Linked DNA regions of Mus musculus: region 2 is linked to region 1. A link is a contact called in public promoter capture Hi-C data. All regions are on one chromosome and are shown on one strand. The core of a region is the stretch at or near the end of the contact, and the rest is flanking DNA. Distances in the headings are between cores, read along the strand shown. Region 1 holds the start of Pif1 (PIF1 5'-to-3' DNA helicase). Region 2 overlaps Zfp609 (zinc finger protein 609).

What was found. Promoter capture Hi-C pulls out the DNA fragments that hold promoters and counts their contacts.
Region 2: a contact with region 1 is called in a promoter capture Hi-C map of liver, with 2.1 times the contacts expected there. The contact joins the enhancer-like site here to the promoter of Pif1 in region 1. A contact is called at or near these places in 1 of 39 promoter capture datasets (liver), 1 of 15 datasets of contacts at CTCF or cohesin (embryonic stem cells), 2 of 484 Hi-C or Micro-C datasets (embryonic stem cells and liver) and 2 of 115 datasets of contacts at active chromatin or transcription factors (both in embryonic stem cells).

What each region holds. Positions count from the first base shown.
Region 1 is chr9:65,585,829-65,588,940 of GRCm38.p6, forward strand. It overlaps Pif1 (PIF1 5'-to-3' DNA helicase), which reads left to right and starts at 1,346. Exons shown (of 12, transcript NM_172453.5): 1 at 1,346-2,566. The coding sequence starts at 2,021.
Region 2 is chr9:65,742,719-65,745,733 of GRCm38.p6, forward strand. All of the region lies in intron 2 of Zfp609 (zinc finger protein 609), which reads right to left. Among named protein-coding and RNA genes, the nearest start is that of Oaz2, 68 kb to the left of the region's middle. Within about 2 kb of position 1,418, at least 140 of the 459 cell types and tissues checked have an H3K27ac peak or open chromatin away from gene starts, as enhancers often do. A contact at or near this core is called in liver, where this site is marked.

The sequences.
Region 1 (3,112 bases), core at 96-2,595:
GATGGCTCAGCAGTAAAGAGCACACATGGGTCTTGCAGAGATCTCCAAGTCCCAGACCCCACGTGGTGGTTCACAAGCATCAGTTTCAGGAGGTTCAACAGGCACACAAGTGGAGCACATGCAGGCAAAACATTCATACACATAAAGTAAAATAATTCTTAACAATTCTTATAATTCTTATTTTGAATATCAAATTTGAGGGCTGTACACTCTGATCCTCAGCGCTGACTGGCCACAGTGGTAGATGCATGGAATTGTAACATTTAGGTGGAGGCAGAAAGATCAGAAACTCAATGTTATGTCCCTGAGAGTAGCAACTTAGAGATATTTGAGGCTAGCCTTGGATATATGATATCTTGGAGGGAAGAGGGGGAGGGGAAAGAAAGAAGAAAGAAAGAAAGAATGAATGAATTTAGTTTGTAGTGGCTATTATTATCTGTAAAATGAGGTGACTGGACCCACCCAGAAGATCCCTTCCAGCTATGTAATTTCAAACTTCAGTGAAGGAAAAATAATAATTAAAAGTAAGTTTTCAAAGCTGGATCTTGTCAAGTGCTTATAGTCACAGCTATTTAGGGAGCTGAAGGAGGATCCCTTAAGGCCAGGAATTTTTAAAACCAGCCTACACGGATTTCTGAGTTCGAGGCCAGCCTGGTCTACAAAGTGAGTTCCAGGACAGCCAAGGCTACACAGAGAAACCCTGTCTCGAAAAACCAAAAAAAAAAAAAAAAAAAAAAAAAAAAGCCTATAAAATGTAACAAGGCCCCAACTGAAAAAGATAAATTCTCGGAGTGGTCAAAGCAACCAGAGGAGTAAGAATTCCCTGAGAACAAGGACTAACTGGCTTCCTTTATAACCACTGGACATCTGTAGTCTCAGCAGGGTAAAAGACAAGGGGGCAGAGAAGGGCAAAGAATTAGGGAACAGGGAAGCGGACTTGGCTGGCCCAGGGAATGACCTGAACAGGAGCCAGTGGTTCGTTCTGTGGGTGGGAACAGGGTCTCCCCAAAGCCAAGCACAGTCATGTGGTGGTGGTAGAATGAGAAAAGCAGACAGCGTAAATTGAAGGGTTCTCAAATCTTTAGAGCCGCCTTGGGTAACAATACGCCACGCGCCACGGAGCCGCAGCCCCATCCCTACCCCACCACGCCCACTCGTGGAACTCTAAAACGCACCCAAGACCAAACACAAAAAGCCTGCTTCTGGTTAACTGTCCTCAGAGAGTTGGAAAGACGAAGAAACGCCGGCCCGTAGACACGCCCCCGCCCCTGTCCCTGATTGGCTAGAGAATTTAAAGACCAGGCCGGTGATAGGGTGGTTTTTCTATTCCTAGTATTTGAATGTTCTTCCTGCTGAAGCTTTCTGCCGGCCGGTTCAGATCAGCTTTTTCATCTGAAAGCAACGAGTCTATCGGATCCTTGAGGTGGGAGGCAAAGAACGCGATTATTTTAGTGATCCTCGCTGGGAGAGGTACAGATTCGTGGGTCAGACGGAGGGACAATGGATTCCTGGGCCTGGAGGTTCCAGACATTCCCTAATCATTTACCCTTTCCAAAGCACTGGAACCACACTGACCCTGATACCTACTAATTGGTTATTGAAGGGGGTGTGCAAGTCTCAGCCTGTTTTCACTTCCAGCCAGTCTCTTTCCCATCGCCCAACGTGTGATTATTGTTCTGCTTCCTGGGTAGAAGTCCCTAACGAGTCCCCTGTTGGCCTGGGTGAGTCTCCTCAACAAGCTTCTTTTCTGAGCAGGAACACCTTTCTAATGTGGACATTGCAGGACAATCGCTCGCGAATCCTAAGTGCATGTGACCCCACCTTCCAGCAGCAGAGGACGTTTCTCCTCGCTCCAGAGTGCTTGGAATATCTTGGTGGCACCTTCTGTTACCAGTGACAACCTGTTGACACTAAGAGGTCTGGACAGGATTTCCCGTCACCGCAGCCATACCACCTATTACATCTCGATTTTCTGTGACTTATGCGCTCCGGTCTCTGCACGCCTGCAGAGGCATTGGAGATGCCTTCTAGCACAGAGGCGGCGACCGATGAATGTGACGATGCGGAGCTCCGGTGCCGGGTAGCCGTGGAGGAGCTGAGTCCTGGAGGGCAACCTCGCAAGCGCCAGGCCCTGCGCGCCGCAGAGCTGAGCCTAGGTCGAAACGAACGACGTGAGTTAATGCTGCGACTGCAGGCACCGGGACCCACGGGGCGGCCACGCTGTTTCCCGCTACGCGCCGTGCGCCTCTTCACCCGCTTCGCTGCGACTGGGCGCAGCACGTTGCGGCTCCCCACCGATGGAGTCCCTGGAGCTGGCTCAGTGCAACTGCTCCTCTCCGACTGTCCCCCGGAGCGCTTGCGCCGCTTCCTGCGCACGCTGCGCCTGAAGCTGGCGGTTGCCCCTGGGCCGGGACCCGCCTCTGCCCGCGCACAGTTGCTCGGCCCGCGGCCCCGAGACTTTGTCACCATCAGTCCAGTGCAGCCAGAGGAACTGCAGCGTGCTGCAGCCACCAAGGCTCCAGATTCTGCGCTGGAAAAGCGGCCAATGGAATCCCAGACTAGTACGGTGAGAACCAAAAAGGGAGTGTGGGCGAGCTATTATTGAGGATCGAAGAAACCCTGGAGGCCCAAGGTTGGGGGAAGATAGTCAGGAGTATTAAGGAGACAGCTGGTGATTTGAAATGCCCATCGTACCTTATTTGAATATGATGGTGAGGTGTAAATCATCCATGCTTACCCACCAGTAAGTCCCAAGATTAGATAAGCTGAGAACAGGAAACTAGGATCCTGGCCACATCCAAAGAAATAGCGGCGGAGGAGACAAGACAAAAACTTAGAGGAAAGAACGGGTATTAAGTCCCAGAAGAGAGGAACTTTGGGAAATAATAGAAAGGGATCAGGGGCAGGCAATCGTCCAATCACCTGAGGAGAAAACCATCAGGTGGATCTGACGGAGCTTTTAGATTCGATCGGGTGTGGTCACCAATCTAAGATGCCTGACACTGAACTGATGAAAAGCCAGAAATGAAGTCTGGTATCTGTCGGGACTAAGTTCGGATGACCCAAGCCTGCTCAAAGTTCCAAGTGACGTCAAGAGCACAGCAAAGGGCTG
Region 2 (3,015 bases), core at 168-2,667, 160 kb after region 1:
ACCCCACCCCCAACAAAATCAGGCATGATGGGGCATGCCTGTAAATTCAGTTCTTAGGGGGGGCTCTGGGTTCAAGGCAAATGAACTATGCAACAAGATCTTGTCAGAAAACCCTTACATCAGTGAGATGACAGGACAGGCACACAGATTTATGATATACAGATCAGTTCAATGTTTTTTCATTAACTAATTTGGTGGTCAGATGTAGCCCAAGCTGGCGAGAACTCTCTATGTAGATAAGGATGACTATCAAGTCCTGATTCACCTGCCTCCACCTTCCAGGTGAGCAATTACAGGAACGTGCCACCATGCCCGTCTGTTCAATGCTGTTGCTTTATAGCTAGAGAGAAGCAGATTCAGAAACAACCTGAGTGTTCATCAAAGAAGAATCTTTACTGTTGAGGACAAGTAGCCACAACCTATTTCTTTTTAGTGACTAAAAAGATACAAGGTCATATCACAGGGTGGAACAGCCCAGCAATGCTAAAGTGAGACCTATGAGAGCATAAATGATTCTTAAACAATCACCAACAGGGGAGGTCTGGAAGGACATTCCAGCTCATTCTGAGTAAGGAGATCCGAGATGACTTTACACTGAAAATTTATTATCCTTGTTTAAAATTTATGTTTTGAGAGAAAAGGGAGGTTTATGTATGCATTTCATTACAACAAAAGGTACTGAGTTAATAAGAAATGTGCAAGCAGGAAAAGTAAGAAGACTGGCCAGGTGGGGTGGCCATGTCTCTGACCCTAGCATGCAGGAGACAGAGGCAGGACACCCTAGTCCACATGGGAGATCCACACTAGCCAGGGTTGCATAGTGAGATATCAGGGAGGGTGGGGTGGTGGTACACAAAAGAATAAGGCTGGAGGTCAGAAAATAAAATAATTACTGCATGCTTGCTGGGGAGCAGGAGTATCTCAGTGTTGGTTGAGACAGGGTCTCTCCTTCATTGCTCTGAGAGTAACTAACCCACCATGTAGACCAGGCTGGCCTCAAATTCACAGAGCTCTGCATGCTTCTGCCTCCCAAATGCTGAGATTAAAGGTGAGTGCCACTATGCCTGGCTTCAGTAGTCTTCAAAAGGCAAATATGCATATGTACTATTATTGCTATTATTATATATTACTATCATCCTCACATATATGCACATATGTGGATATGTATATGTATATATAGGGATAAAAAAAAAACTACCATGGGAGTTACATTAAGACAGCCACAGATGGCATCTCTGAAGAGGTGTATTTAAACTGAGACCCAGGATGGGAAGGTGCCAGTCACATGAAGAACTTAAGAGTAAATAACAGGCAGAGAGAATGGCATATACAAACCTCTAAGGCAGGACAAAACTTAGCATACCTCCCAAGGATAACTTGCATTAAGTCTAGTTCTAGCTTTCCTGAACCAATAGGCATGTTTCACAAGCACACAGATATACAAGGTCTTTATTGAGAAATAAACAGCAATCCCAAACTCCTGTCTGTGGCAACCAGAATTCTGCCTGGAACAGAGCCAGAAAAAGCCATGTTTCTAGCACTTCTGAGAAAACTGTGGCTTCTGTTTATCAAATTAAAATGCAAAGCAGCTCATTCCTGTGTCACTAGAAACTGTCAGAGAGGGATTATGGTTCCCACCCCAAGGATGCAGGTCAGCTACACAATACCCATCTTCCAGTACTGAGAAGGAGGAGAAAGATTAGGCCTGCTTCCAAATAGCAGGCCTGCCTGCTTGTTACCGTGGTAACCTCCTTTCCCTGAGCTGCTCTCATTTGTCTCTCTCTGCCTGACCTTCATGTTGCTCTGACAGTTCTGAGGAGGAAAAGGTGCCTGCCTGCCAGCTAAGCACTCAGACTGAGGGCACTGAGCAAGAACAAGAGGCACTCAAATTCCCTCTTATTCTAGACTCCAAACTGTGACCTCAGAGAAAGAGATTTCTGGTGGCTCTTGTCATTCCACCCTTCCTGCCTGCTCTCAGGGACACCTCACTTCTCTGATATATCCTTTTAGTGTGAAGACTCTGAGTCAGAGTCAAGCAGGAGAGTGACAAGCCACAGAGAAGAGGAAAAATGAGGCATGACAAGCTGGACTACAGATAATAAAATACTAACTCAAAGCCGCCTGACATACAGCATCCTAGGTAGGCATAGCTGCTGATTTCCTCGCTGCAAGACTCGTGCTATGTGCACTGTCAGAAGAGAGATGGAGCCCCAAAGCTTAGTGCTTCCCACTGTTTTTCAAGACATGGATATACAGAGTTTGACCACTGATCAAACAATTACTGAGTTCTTTCCCTGGAAAGCTTTTATATTATGCACTGAACATTGAATGGTAAATGGAAAAGACCACTGAATACATAGAAATCAGACATTACTAGAGCTAGGCATCTGTCTCACCTCTGTGATTCCAGGACTCAAGAGGATGATGTAGAGCTGAGTTTCAAGCTAGCTAGGACTATATATTAAATCATACAAACCCCCAAAGAAGGAATGGGGGTGGGGCATGCTTGAAAACCTATAGGGCATGTGGATAACAGAAACAACTACCATTGAGGTTACATTAAGACAGCCACAGATGCTATCTCTGAAGAGGTGTATTTAAACTGAGACCCTGGATGGGAAGGTGCCAGTCACATGAAGAACCTAAGCATAAACAACAAGCAGAGGGAACAGCATATACAAACCTCTAAGGCACAATATATTCACATTAGATATACCCAGGGGAAAATGCATCTGCTGATTCCTAGGAGGCACGAAGAACGGGCAACAGTAAAATAATTAACCAGAGTGGTTATGGTATCTTGCCTCTGTAATCCTAGTATTGGGGAGACTAAGGAAGGAGAACTACAAGTTCCAAGCTAGTTTGAGTTATTGCGTGTCTTAAAAAAAAAACAGGAACAGCAAGATGGCTCAGCGGGCAAAACTGCATGACACAGAGCCTGGGTTGAAATCCAGGACCCATATGTGGGAAGGAGAGAACCAGTTCCTTTGAGTTGTAACCAGATCTCTCTACACA